Regions from separate parts of the Mus musculus genome. Here region 2 is linked to region 1. Evidence: chromatin contacts called from public HiChIP or PLAC-seq data. All regions are on one chromosome and are shown on one strand. The core of a region is the stretch at or near the end of the contact, and the rest is flanking DNA. Distances in the headings are between cores, read along the strand shown. Region 1 holds the start of Cebpzos (CCAAT/enhancer binding protein (C/EBP), zeta, opposite strand). Region 2 overlaps Heatr5b (HEAT repeat containing 5B).

Region 1 (7,583 bases), core at 4,724-7,223:
AAAATAAAGCCGCCAAGTTCCCAAGTTCCAACCAGCTACTCTCTGCCCACCAACTCTCTGGCAGGGGACGGCGCTTCCAAGTTCCTTTTGCTGTCACACCAGCCCCACAGAATGACCATCCATTCCACAGTCACCCAGCAACCGGTAGAAACAAAACTCTAGAAGCTTATAATTAATAAATCAGATTTATATATCAATAAATTCTCAATTCACAAGATGCCCACACAATAATTTCAGGGCCAATTGATAATGGTACAAGCTGCCCACCTAGATTAGACAAGCTATCCCAATTATTCTAACCGTTATGATGTCATATCTACTGTGGCTTTTAAATCCACACTGGTTCAGGATCTTCTTCCTGTCCATCCTCCATCTTGCTTTTTTCCTCTCCTCCTCTGAGTCCCTCTCTGTCCTTGCAACTCTTTGCTCTGCCTTCCTTTCCCCAGCCCAATCACAGGCCTTCTGCTGCACTAATATTTTAATGTAACTGGACAGGAAAAAATCCTACCACTTCTTGTATCTTATCAGTGTTAGGGTTAGGTGACCATAGACTGTCTTTTGCATCCAGACTCAAGTTGTGGGACACAGTGCATCTTTTTTTCTCTGTCTTTTACAAGGGATGGACTACCTTCTAGTATACTCTAAGATTGCACCTTAACTTGGGACTCTTAGTGTCTCATCTCTGCCATTTAGAGAGTTCACTAAGAGTTGGCCCATTCTTTAGAGCAAGGGCATCCAAAATTATGGCGTCTCTGGGTCACTTTGGACAAAGAAGAATTGTTATGGGCCACACAAACACTAATGAAATCTAGTAAGCTAAACAAATTTCTGTATATAATTTTCATGATATCTGTTGCCACAGATGAGCCCCGCCTCTCCATATCCTCATATAATGATCTCCTAATTGTGTACCACCCTGTTTAGAGAGTCTCAAGAATTATTCAGTAGGTCCCATTTGTGATCACCAACAAAGAACGCGAACATATCTAAGTAATAAAATGCCACTGTCTTTACTATAATTATAATTATTCTACAATATAATTATACACAATATAATATATTATAATTAATTATTATTATAAAATAACAACACAGAATGGTCAGATAGTGGACTATTTGATGCTGCATTTGAGATCCTCCTGCAGCAATATGTGATTGGGTAAAAGTGGTTACAGTTCTCAGTGAGTTCTCAAAGTGCTTAGTTGATGTTCCACAATTTCACTCTCAGTTGCTTCAGTCTTGAGAAGAGTTGCTCAAAATAGTAGGTGTTATAAGAAGCAATGAGGAGAGAATTTTGTGACTATGAAGTGAGAGATACACGTGATTCTGAGAAGACAAGACCTGTCAAGGTCTAGGAAAGAAATACAAGCAATTTTTCCTGAAGTTAGATGGCTGACTGCAAATGTAACTTTTATTCGCCTGGGTGTTTTTGTCTCTGAGGCTTACTGCCTCTGTCTGCAAACCTACGCCTAGTGCTGGAAACTTCTAGGCTCTCTGTACAATGTTATCTAGGCTGAGAACGTTTTAGCCTCTGAAACTTACTGCTTGTACTGGCTAGTTTTGTGTCAACTTGACACAGCTGGAGTTATCACAGAAAAAGGAGCTTCAGTTGAGGAAATGCCTCCATGAGATACAACTATAAGGCATTTTCTCAATTAGTGATCAAGGAAGAAAGGCCCCTTGTGGATGGGACCATCTCTGGGCTGGTAGTCTTGGGTTCTATAAGAAAGCAAGCTGAGCAAGCCAGGGGAAGCAAGCCAGTAAAGAACATCTCTCCACGGCTTCTGCATCAGCTCCTGCTTCCTGACCTGCCTGAGTTCCAGTCCTGATTTCCTTGGTGATGAACAACAGTATGGACGTGTAAGATGAATAAACCCTTTCCTCCCCACCTTGCTTCTTGGTCATGATGTTTGTGCAGGAACAGAAACCCCGACTAAGACACTGCTGAATACACATACTCTTTCTTGTTCTTCCTGATCGTGAGCTGTTTTAGCTCAGACTCCTCTTCATGCTCACTGATTCAGTCTGGCTTCTCTCAGCTTCTCCTGAATTGCTCTGCGCAGCCTCATACTAACCTTGGCAATCTGTTCTAATCTTCTGGCTCCTTCTCATTCTGTCTTCACCTGTATATAGCTTGTTCTCTCTTCAACTTGTCTCTGTACAACTGTCCTAGTCTAACGGCCTCCTTCCTCTCTCTTTTTTCTCTCTCTCTGTGCTCTCTTAAATAGCTTACCTCTTCTCTCTCTTCTCATGAGAGTTGGGCATATCCTATTTTGTCAAATCTTTCTGTGATCCGTGAAGCTGCTATTATCACAACTGCTAATTATGTCCCCACCCCCTAAACCTATTTGTGGGAGAAGGTCTGCACATAGCTTCTGGGGCTCCGCCCCCAGTTGGTTCTGATTGGTAAATAAAGATGCCAGCAGCCAATAGCTGAGGAGGACAGACAGAGGTGGGGTTTTAGGAATTTCTGAGCTGGGACCCGGAGGAAAGGAAGAGGAGAGTATGGAGAGAGGAGAGTCAGAGACCACTGTGGGGTAGAGAAGCAAGGAGAGCACCCTGGGCTCCTGGCAAAGAAAGCGGGGGCCCAGAGTGCACCACAAATGGGTCGGGAGTGGCCAATATGAAACAAAGATGTTAGTAAGTAGTAACTCAGAATTATCAGCGGAAGGCAGATTCTAGCCACCCGGAGGGTTGGCAGTCACCCAGCTATTGTGCTGCATAGGGCATCTTAAAATATAAAGGGTGTGTGTGTGTGTGCGCGTGTGTGTGTGTGCGCGCGCGCGCGTATGTATGTATGTATGTCTTTCATTCGGGAACATAAACCATTGAGGTGGGTAGCAACTCCACAACCAGGCTTTATTAGTAATACAACAGATTCATCATCTCGTCTGCCATTCAGTTAGACATCACTTTCAAACATGGCTGCCTCCTTCTACAAACTAAGTTTTCCTTCATTGTTTGGGGTTAAGGGTGTGTACTAAGGGCATGTCTGTATTCCAGCCAGAGGGATTAAAGAAAGGTGTGTGCTAAGTGCTGAGCCACACCACAACTAGAAAAAGTTTGGGTTTTTTTCCCCTCCCAGTAAAGGACAAAATCTTGGGGTTCACAGCTGACTGCAGCTTTATACAGTCTGTTTATAACTGACAGGCAACCTATCTACTTGACTGAAAACAGAGTTGGAAGTTTACCAAGATATTTTTTTTTTCTGGGAATTTTGAAATCTGCTTTAAATTCATTAATTTTTAAATTTATGCTATGTGTTTGAATGTTTTGGCTGCATGCATGAGCATGTACCACATGTGTGCCTGCTGCTTTTGGAGGTCAGAAGAGAACATTGGATCACCTGGAGCTAGAGTTGTTGAACTAGGGTTGCTTGGGCGCTGGGAATTGAACTCAAGTCCTCTGCAAGAAAAACAAGTACTCTATACTGCCTAGCCATCTCTCTAGCCACTCAAATTCTTGTAGTGAAAAGGTCAGCTCAGGAACTTTGGGAAGGTTATGACACCCCTCCACCCCCCCCAAGCCCCCCCACCCCCCAGACAAGGGAGAAGCTAATTAGCATTTCTTAGACCACAGGGTAGCAACGGACCTGTGGGTGGGTGGGGACACATTCCGCAGGACTGACTGTTGCTCACTTTCAAACAAGGTGAAGTCCTTGTCACCTCATTCCCTAAAGACTAATCAGTTTAAAGGGTGCACTGTTCTGCCAATCATATTGTGCCGAGTTGCTAATGCTCTGTTCTGCCCCTGGAAACCTTATAAAAACAGCCTAACTGGTGATGGTGGTTGCTGCCTGTCCTTCGGGTCTGGGATGACCCCAGTGCACTGGAACAATAAATTCCTCTTGCTTTTTGCAGCGATCCTGGCTCCACATGGTTCACTTAGGGGGATCCCTGGTAAGAATGCTAAATCTGTATGGTAGCTTGCCTCATCAAGTTCCGCAGTAAATTCAGTTTTGAGACCATAAGCAACTTGATCACATGTCTCAAGTAATAAAATCTGTTTATCATTTGGTTTTAACTTTGTCATCTTATTTATGAAAAGTAAATGATTTAGTTTTAGTCAGTGTCAATGTTTTAAAAGAACTCCTGGGACTGGTGCTTATTTATTCCTTCATTCCATGAAACCCACGGTTTTGAGGATTTTCATAACATACATTTGTCATGCTTTTGTGCATACATGTTCTTGATGTGCTGTATAATGATACTCCATTACATGTAAGCACAGGGTGGCTTTTGCATCCTCTTCTATTGGTTTTACAAATGTGTTTCTCTCTTTTACCTGCCATTAATGGGGTATCAACCAAAGGAGATATATTGATGGTGGACAAAGAAAATGGGCTTAACATATATTTTATTGCGCCATATAAGTTCCTTGATTTAGTTGTGTCTTCTAAGGACACTAAATACATCATTTTTGGATGACATTGCATTTGTCAAAAAGACCACTAATAAAAATGGCTAGTTGAGCCATGTCTTTGTCATTGCGTTATTGCTCTTAAGAGACACCACAACCAAGGCAATTCATAAAGAAAAAGGACTTAATTGAGAGCTGACCTACAGTTTCAGAGGTAATTTACTGTCTACTTGGTGGAGCTGGAGAAGTCGCTGAGAGCTCTACAGTCTGATCCATAGGCAAAGAGAAAGACTGGGTCTGGTGTGGACTTTTGAAACCTCAAATCACACCCCCAGTGACACACTTCCTTCAACAAGGCCACACCTTGCACCTTGTTGAATCCTTATAATCTTTTTGACACTTGTACTCCCTGGTGTAACTTTAATTTTTCCAAATCCCATTTAAAAAAAAATATTTATTATTATATGTAAGTACACTGTAGCTGTCTTCAGATGCACCAGAAGAGGGCGTCAGATCTCATTATGGTTTTGAGCCACCATGTGGTTGCTGGGATTTGAACTCAGGACCTTCAGAAGAGCAGTCGGTGCTCTTAACCACTGAGCCATCTCTCCAGCCCTCAAATTCCATTTTTAATGATGGTTTTTAAACACTTTAACCTTCCTTGTAACCCACCACTCACCAGAGGTAGTGGGAAAGAAAGGATACGGGGGGGGGGGGGGAAGTGGAACTGTTTAGAAAGGTTCTTTGGAGCAACTCCCTTCTGTGTTGTCTGGAAATCAGTTCAGTTCACAGGTTAGCAGGCAGCGGTAGTTGGATCCACTGGCAAACACCTCATGGATACAGTTCTGTAGAGTCAGGTTAGCAACAGCAGTGACATGTCCAGATGTTCGAATCAACAGTCGGAACCAACAGGAACAGGGAATCGAAGATGCAAGATCCATAAGTGTTGCACAGTTAGCTGTACCAGTGAGCCAAGTCAAGCCAAGCCAAGCTAAGCTAAGCCAAGCCAAGCCACTCCCCCTCCCCCAATTTCCATTATGTTTACCTTGAACGTTTTGTTGGGCAGCATTCATAGCTTCCTGTGTTTGCTTGTTTGAGACAGGGTTTCTCCGTGCAGCCCTGGCTGTGGATCTCTGAGGACAGACTGCATTTTAATAAAAGTGGATATAGTCTGACATTCCAGGCTTTGTCATGCACGTGGTCCCTCTTTAGGCATTCCTATGCCCCATCTCCTATCTTTCCTTCCCTTAGGTCAGCCCTCTTCTTGACTATTGGGCAGCACCTAGGCACAGCGCTTCTCACCTTTAATGTGTAAAGGAATTGTCTAGGAACCTGGCTAAAGGGCAAATCCCAATTTAGGGTCCCACTTTTCTGGCCACTCTCTGGCGATGGGTTGTTCCCGTTCTGATACATTTTGGGTTTAGAGTGGGAGAGACGATCCATGTGCAGAGTTTGGAGATGGTGTCCTGGGTTCAAATGTGAATTCTTTTACTTGGGTGTGACCGCGGGCAGGATAACCTTGCCTAAACGATACCAGCTTCCCACAGCTAGTTAGGTCAGGTTCCTCTGTGGGGCGTGGCTAAAGCTGGGGGCGTGGCGCTAAGACCGTGCGCTTGCGCAGTCGGGTTGCGGAGGCCTCAGGTAAGGACCGGGCAGTGTTTCTTGTCCTCTGTTCCCCAATGTGTGGCGCGTGGGGTCTGTGACATTCTTGGGTGTGGGGAACACTCGAGCGAGCCCGCCCCGCAGGCGCAGGAGCGCGAGCGTTTCCGGGTCGCCGAGCCGCGACGCATGCTGGGACCAGGACCCCGGGTAAGGCTGGGTGCTCGCTGTTGGATCCTTGCAGGGCAGCAGCCCCCGGTCGCAGCGCCGCCTTTCCTCCCTCGGGCCTACACTGGAGCACACGCAGGGTTGCTTCTCCTGCGCTGCAGCCCCAGGCGCTCCTGTGCAACAAGGCTCCGTGGTCTTTGGTCTCCCTGAGCCATCTTGTCTGGACAGTGTGTCTCTGGTGACAAACGTGCTTTATTATTAAGTAGACAAGTCCCGAAGCGCAGGGCTTTGGAATGTGGCACGTCCATCAGTTTTTAAGAAATTAAGTGTTTTATTAATATCATTATTTGGACTGTTTGATATCTTAGCATCACTCTCTTCCAATCAAAAAAGATTTCGCTCAGATCCCGTAAGTTGTGGAACAGGATGCAGGCAGGTGTGCCCTGTCCTCGCCCTGAAACCTTAAAACCGCCCTTGAGAACTTAGAACTGAGCGGGACCGTCAGTGATTTAGCAGAGTACTGGGAAATCGAGGAACACAGCTGTCCCTTCTGCCTCCTCCCCAGTTTTTTATTTGCTTCGTTTTAAAAATGAGAATAATACAGTTTTTTTTTTTTCTGGTCCCTGAGTAATTCCCATTACTAAAGTGAAAAACGAACGTTGGAGGAGGGACACATGGTAACAGAGTCCAAGGCGAATCCTGATAGTGTTTAATTATTTTCATGCTTAGATACCATGAAAGGGACGTAAAAGCAGGGGAAAGGACTGGCTGATCCTGAACATTAAAGAACAGCCTGTCTCAGCATTGAGCAGTGGGAAAATATCAGAATATTAGATCAAAAGCTTAGTAGTTTGGGGTTATAGGGAGTTAGTTATAAAGCCTGAGCTACCTTTTGCATATTTAGCAAGACAAAACCTTATTTACTGGATAACGGTTCTTCAAAGACACCTTCTTTTGACTGTTGGAAACTGAGCCTACTACTCATGCTAATAGCTTGCATGCTCCCGTTCTCGGTTTGTCTCTGCGTACAGGGGGGAAGACTTCAGTTACTCGAAGCTTTGCCATGGACTGGGTCACCACCAGTCAACTTCTCCCCCATGGGCCAGGGCTTTGTATAAAACCTGGAGTGACTTCACGGGGGGGGGGGGGATTACTGGGGTGCCTGCCACCCTAGTCTTGCTGAATCAGGATCTGGGGACTGGGAAGTGGTCTGAAGGCTTAGGAACGCACGCTGCTTTGGGGATGGTGCATTGAAGTGTTCCAACACTGAGACTGCCTTAGAGCCAAGACTGGTTTGCTACCGTCTGGTTTCATATCCGTCTAGGAAAGGCATGAACTGTGGTGCAACTTAACAAAAGTACCTTCCTCTTGCAGGGCAGTCTCCAAAAGGGCCTTCCAATGCTGTTCCTATTATTAGACTGTATTATAATTCCTAGGTCAGCTAAAAAGTTTCTCTC
Region 2 (6,615 bases), core at 1,376-3,875, 120 kb before region 1:
CCTCAAAAGCACTGGCTTTTAGGGATGGGTAAAAGCAGCTGCCAAGCAAGCCAGACAATCTGAGTTCGGTCCCTGGGAACCACCGGGGAAGAGAGCACTGACTCTTGCAGACTGTCTTCTGAGCCCATGCAAACATTCATGTGTGTAGACAAGCTCCCCCTCTCAGACACGTGGACTCACTCTCACCATACACACAAGAAAAGGGGAGAATATTCTGTCAATAAGCCTTTCTATTATCACTATATAATAAAAGGGCACAGCAGGAAGGAGAGAGGAAGAGAAAGAGTCATCTTCCAAACAAATAAATCAAAATAAGCAATAGACAAATATGGGGAAAGGATACAAATGGTTTCAGATTTTAGATTTTTTTCCTAAATATTTGAAATTATTTCTAAATAAAAGGATGGTCCAGCGACAGGTCCAAAGTGGGATCCAGCTCAAGGGGAGGTCCCAAGGCCTGACTCTATTACTGAGGCTATGGAGGGCTCACAAAAAGGGAACTATCATGACTGCCCTCTGAAAGACCCAACAAGCAGCTGAAAGAGTCAGATGCAGATATTTGTACCCAACCAATGGACAGAAGCTGCTGACCCCTGTTGTTGAATTAGGGAAGGCTGAAAAAAGCTGAGGAGAAGAGCGATCCTGTAGAAAGACCAGCAGTCTCAATTAATCTGGACCCTGGAGATCTCTCAAACACTGGACCACCAAACGGGCAGCATACACCAGCTGATATGAGGCCCCCAACACACATACAGCAGAGGACTTCTGAGTCTGTGTTCATTCAGACATGATGCGCCTAACCCTCAAGAGACGGGAGGCCCCAGGTAGTTTAGAGGTCAGGTGGGGTGGGGGTGGGGGGTGAGGAGGAGGTGTAAGATGTGGAGCAGTTGGACAGTGAATTGGGGTGGGCGGGGGGGGGGAATGGAATATGGAGTATAAAAAATAAATTATAAAACAAGATTTGAGAGGGCTCAGTGGTTAAGAGCACTGGTTGCCCTTCCAGAGGTCCTGAGTTCAATTCCCAGCAACCACATGGTGGCTTAGAACCATCTATAAGGGGATCTGATGCCCTCTTCTGTCATGCAGACATGCAGGAAGTCAGAACACTCATATAAACATAAATACTTTTTTTTTAATGGATAGGAGTATTGTTGCTGGTTTTGGTTTTGTTTGTTTGTTTTGAGGCATGGTCACGTAGCCAAGGATGGTCTGGAATGTGACCTGCTCTTACTTGTACCTCCTGAGACTATAGGCCTTCACTAAAACCCTGAGTTAAATAAGAGACCTTCTTTCTGTATGGGAGTAAGCAGCTGTATACAGCCACTTGGACTAAAGATAAAACTTCCCACATGTATGTAATAGGATTACACATTACTCATAGGTACAGTTTTGGGGAATATATGAACACAGCTAGCTTGCTTCCTTCCTTTCCTTTCCTTTCCTTTCCTTTCCTTTCCTTTCCTTTCCTTTCCTTTCCTTTCCTTTCCTTTCCTTTCCTTTTCTTCCCCCCTTCCTTCCTTCTTTCCTTCCCTCCTTCCTCTCTCTTGCTCTCTCACTCTCTCTCTTGCTTTCTTTTAAGACAGGGTCTCTCTATGTGGACCCAGCTTTCCTGGAACTCACTATGTAGAACATGTTGGCCTCACTCACAGAGATCCTCCTGTCTCTGCCTCTGGAGTGCTGGATTGAGGGTATGTACCACCACCACCTGGCTTGAATGCAGCTTTTAGACAAGACATGTGTGTCTGAAACCAAGTTTCGGCATAATTCAGTTAAAAAGAAAGAAAGGAAGAAAGGAAGAAAGGAAGAAAGGAAGAAAGGAAGAAAGGAAGAAAGGAAGAAAGGAAGAAAGGAAGAAAGGAAGAAAGGAAGAAAGGAAGAAAGGAAGAAAGAAAGAAAGAAAGAAAGAAAGAAAGAAAGAAAGAAAGAAAGAAAGAAAGAAAGAAAGAAAGAAAGAAAGAGAGAAAGAAAGACGACTTCATTTTGCTTGCCTGTAACGTTTCCCTAACTTTCACAGAGCCTTTTCCCCATTACTAGGATTGGTTTATTGTGTGACTGAAATCTTAGAGTACAAATCTCAGGAAAAACAAGTTTAGGATGTGTAAGTCTGTTCCTTTCAGTGATGCCTGTGGGAGCTGTTACCAGGAGCCATCTCCTCGCTCGGTTTACAACAGAACCTGGCTTGTTTCTAAAACCGTTCATCCAGCTTCAGGGTACACATAGACAATGGCAGCAAATCTGCAGCATTTCTGTGAATGTCCCTTTATCATTTAAATGGCAGGGTATGACGTGGCTGAACATCTAAGCACAAGACTGGAAGGCAAGGCTGGAATTTCTATTCTAGTTTTATCACTGATAGGCTCTCACAGCCTAAAAATAGTTCCAGCAGTTTGACCCTTCTCCAGTTGTGGGCTGGCTGAAGCTTTGAAACGATCATGAAGCTTTGAGCGCCACATGAAGAGACCATATTCCCTCCTTTAGTGACCCTCACAAACTTCATTTAGTCTATATAAGCCACAAAACTTACATTAGCTTGATACTGCTCCAGGATCACATGACCTGGAAATTCTGGCTCAGGCACAGATGCAAATTTCTTGATAATGTCTTCAAGTGCCTGGAGCCCAGCCATTCGCAGTTGGTTGCTATGATCAGTTGCAGCCATGAATGCCATTCGAATCAGGTCAGAGAGATGCAATACTAGGAGGTCATCTGCAAAGGAAAACAGACTGTACAAGGGAAAGTTCACCCAGACTAGGACAATGCATAAAAATAGGAAACAATTCGATAAAGCACTTATGATCCACAATATCTAAAAAATAAAACTCAAGTGTCTCAGTGCAGCAGTAGACCACTCAAACACAGACAACTACAGGATAGACACTGACAGCTACAGCAAAATACATGATTACCATGGCTTTCCCAAATGGGCTTGTAGTTCTCTCAGAACAGGCCCTAGCAGAACTTTCCTGTAAAGGGTCAGATACTATTTTTGGCTTTGCAGGCCACATTCTCTCTCAGGCAGTTATTCAGCTCTGCTGCTACACTATGGAAGCAGGCAGAAAGGACTTAGAGAACACAACAGACAATGCTATAGAAATGAGTGTGATGAATCCCAGTAAACTATTTACAAAACACGCTTGTGGGTTGCATTACGATCACAGGTCTGACAGTCCCTATTGTAGAAAAACAGTGTGTAGTCAGGAAATGTAGTTACAAAATTATTTTTTAAAAGACTTTTTATGAGAACAGAATGGGGAGGGAGTCTTGTACTTTTAGCACCAGGTCAAGGGTAACCCTGGACTTTGCTTAAAAGCAAATCTCAAAAGAATTCAAATGGCGCAATTTGCACTAATTTTACTGCATCTCAGGACAGAGTTCACCACAATTTAATGGAAGAGCAAAATCCAGTGCTAGCACAGCAGGTATAATGCCCAGCATCTGATGACAAAGTGCCAAGGTCATAAAGATGTAGAGAACCCAGCTCCCAGGCTCCCAGCAGAAAGGAAGGATCAACGACCAGAAACTGGTTCAAATATGAAAGAAAGAGAGAACAGAATTGGCAGGCAAGAAGTTACAGGCACTGTGCAATGCCACACAGTAAAGGGGAGCGTGACTGTGATGGAGCTGGAGAGAGTGTGAGGCCATAAGGCACACCATATGACAAGAAAGATGCTGGGTGACATTAGGATAAGCTAGGTACAAAGATCAGTGAACTTAAAATACCGGGAACACACACCAGAAGAAATGCTCACACTCCAGTGCTCTCGTCCAGAGGACTGAAGTCCTGGCAACTCAGTGACTCACCCCACCCCCAAAAGTTAACAAGACAGGTTTCCTCAAGTTCCTATCTTTAAAAACCAAATTTAACATTTAAAGTTTAAAGAGTGTATGTTGGTGGTAGACACTGAAGGTAAAGAGAGAAGGAAGAGAATTTGGCTGGAAGACTCCAAAGCTCCCTCCTCTAGAGGAGGTTAGACAAGCAACCAGCCTTGTGAGGTATAAGAAGCCACTGACAGAGTTTGGGGGGAAAAGTCCCAGACAGGAGGATCTGAATTAAAATGGATCTACTCAGGCTATATAAATGCAAATAAACAAAATGTAAATAACAAGAAATAATTCATAAATAATAAATAAATGGAAGAATAAAAGACAATAATTCTTGTCCTCTCTGTCATCTAATTCACAAAATCTAGGAATCTATCAAACTCCCAATCAAGCAACTGGACCTGAAATGAGAGCTGCTTTCCCTACCAGTCTCCACCCATAAACCTCTCTACCTTTTTTCTAAAATCTCAGGTGAATATGTAAAGGGTGGAAATGTAAAGGGTAACTAGGAGGGCTGGGAGGTTTACTGCAGTCTAGGAGCGACCGTTCCTATAGCTAAAGCGCAGTACACAGGAAGACTAGGAGATGAGGATGTATCCAAAGGGCAACCTGGAAAGGGCCAGGTTTGCAATTTTTCAGTCAGAGTTGGCTCATGTTTCATACTGGAACCTAAGCTGAGACCATCTTACCATCCAGCCATAGCTGTGAAGCACCATGAAGCAAACAGTACATGCAGAGTGCATGGGGGAATCACAGAACCATACTGTGAACAGATTCTGCATATGAGCAGCACTCCCCTCTTAGATGGAATAGCTAGTGCACACCCATGGAGGCCCATGGCAGCTAGAAGAGGACATCACATTCTCTGGCACTAGAGTTACAAGCATTTGTGAGTCATTTGATAGTCTGAGCATTGAACCTGGTCCTCCACAAGAGCAGCAAGGGCTTTTAACCACCAAGCCATGGCTCTAGCCCACAAACCACGTTCTTAAGAATCTCCCCAGCACCTCTGTCGGGATCATCATACACGCTGGGTTCATACGTCACCTCTCTATCATCTGCACTACTAGGGTTTTTTAAGTATGACTATGATTTTGATTCTTTACATTCTCAATATTCAGTAAATAGGACTCAGTTAATATGGACTAAACAATGACATGAATACTGACTCTATATTCACTGTGTTTCCCCTAACACAGTGAATATAGAGTCTATATGTGTTCTATGTTCTGATTCACATTTCATACACTGTGCACTGCTATAACATGCAAGGCATTTTAACATATATACATCTATGCTGTCAACTTAGACAAACCAAAAAACCAGCAGGGTAATAGAGAAATAATTACATACAGGTACAAAGTCTCTTACTGGATCAGTTCCCTCAATTTCTCTGGGTATCTTTAACTATAAAATGAAAATATTTATTACTGGGCCTAATGCTCACTTTGTGGATTTTCTATAATATTTGATCCAAAGCACAAAATGCTTACAAAAGGTTAAGAAAATATTCAAAACTACCTAATAATTTCACGTATTTCCATATGTGAAATATGAAAGTTTGAAATGTGCCATAGACCATTCTAACCATCTCTAACTGTGAATGGCAAATTCATTTGACTTTGGACCTGAAAGTTGTACTGTTGGAGCCTGTTGGTCGGTCCATGGAGGGACCACGACTGGGCAGTGAGGATGGTGAGAGGAAAGTCAGAAAGACGTAAGAGACAGAGATGGGCGGGCTGTTGATAAATGCCTTGTTAGCAAGCAAGTGTATGTTTTAGTGTCTTTTAAAGATAAGCAACACAAAGTATGATCAATTCCAAGAAGATAAACAGTGACTACAAATGCTTATGTGGTGAGTTTGTGGTACACAGTATCTATATTTGACTAAGGCCATTCATTTCCTTTAAGCTAGGAGAGTCTTTCAAGGACATATTCCTAAGTGGAGGAACTTGGCAGGGTATAACGCCCATCTTAATTAAAAACAAAGGCAGATGTTGGCAGACTCATTCATGACTAATCACAAGCAAGAAGTCAGTCAAAGTTAACTCCAATGTGCTCCCCACAGTGTATGTCTCTTTAACAATTAAGTGTTAAACTGAGGATTATATCCTGAGGAAATGTAAGCTGCAAACTTTGTTATTCTAATATGGTTGAAAGAATAAAATTCATATACACAGATATCTAAATATAAACAAATATTCTAAATGCAAACAGGTAGTATACAGGGACAGACACTTACTCTCAGGGTGAGGCAACCCCCAGTAAATAAAATGCACAGCCTAAAGCATGCTCAGAGAGGTGAACTAGCTCAAACCTATCAAAAGGCTTCCAGGAGAAGAAGAACTAACCCGACACTTACTTTTTGGGTTTCGTAGTTTAGCAGACCGTGCCAAGGCAAGGTCGAAGTGAGCCTGGTCTGAGTTCTCACACAGGTTGATGATTCGGCACAGGCAGTCTGCAGCAAACACCCGAGTGGCCCAGCGAGGAGCCACGAAAGGCTTTGATTTGTCCTCCTCGCCTAGTGTCGTGAACATGGCGTCGTCATCCATCTCATCTTTCTTCTCAGATTCTTCATCTTTTCCACTGCTTAAGAGTGTGGCTGCACTCATATCTACAACGAGAGAGAAGAGCACCGTGACTCGCTGCACTCATATCTACAACGAGAGAGAAAAGCACCATGACTTGTCCCGAGACAATGCTTCGGGAAGACATAAACTCTCATTCTCTCAACGACGGAAATTGACAAGCTTCTTCTGTATCCGAAACCAAGAAAGACAACATCAGTTATTC

What was found. HiChIP or PLAC-seq counts read pairs in DNA pulled down with a chosen protein or histone mark.
Region 2: an H3K27ac HiChIP or PLAC-seq map of heart atrium shows a contact between it and region 1, with 5 read pairs. The contact joins the enhancer-like site here to the promoter of Cebpzos in region 1. A contact is called at or near these places in 4 of 484 Hi-C or Micro-C datasets (cortical neurons, embryonic stem cells, frontal cortex and 1 more), 3 of 115 datasets of contacts at active chromatin or transcription factors (embryonic stem cells, heart atrium and pancreatic cancer cells) and 3 of 9 other capture datasets (adipose tissue, liver and pancreatic islet).

What each region holds. Positions count from the first base shown.
Region 1 is chr17:78,910,526-78,918,108 of GRCm38.p6, forward strand. It overlaps Cebpzos (CCAAT/enhancer binding protein (C/EBP), zeta, opposite strand), which reads left to right and starts at 5,974. Exons shown (of 5, transcript NM_001177403.1): 1 at 5,974-6,168.
Region 2 is chr17:78,788,911-78,795,525 of GRCm38.p6, forward strand. Heatr5b (HEAT repeat containing 5B) reads right to left here. Exons shown (of 36, transcript NM_001081179.1): 24 at 6,185-6,436; 25 at 2,525-2,706. Among named protein-coding and RNA genes, the nearest start is that of Heatr5b, 43 kb to the right of the region's middle. Within about 2 kb of position 2,626, at least 34 of the 459 cell types and tissues checked have an H3K27ac peak or open chromatin away from gene starts, as enhancers often do. A contact at or near this core is called in adipose tissue and heart atrium, where this site is marked.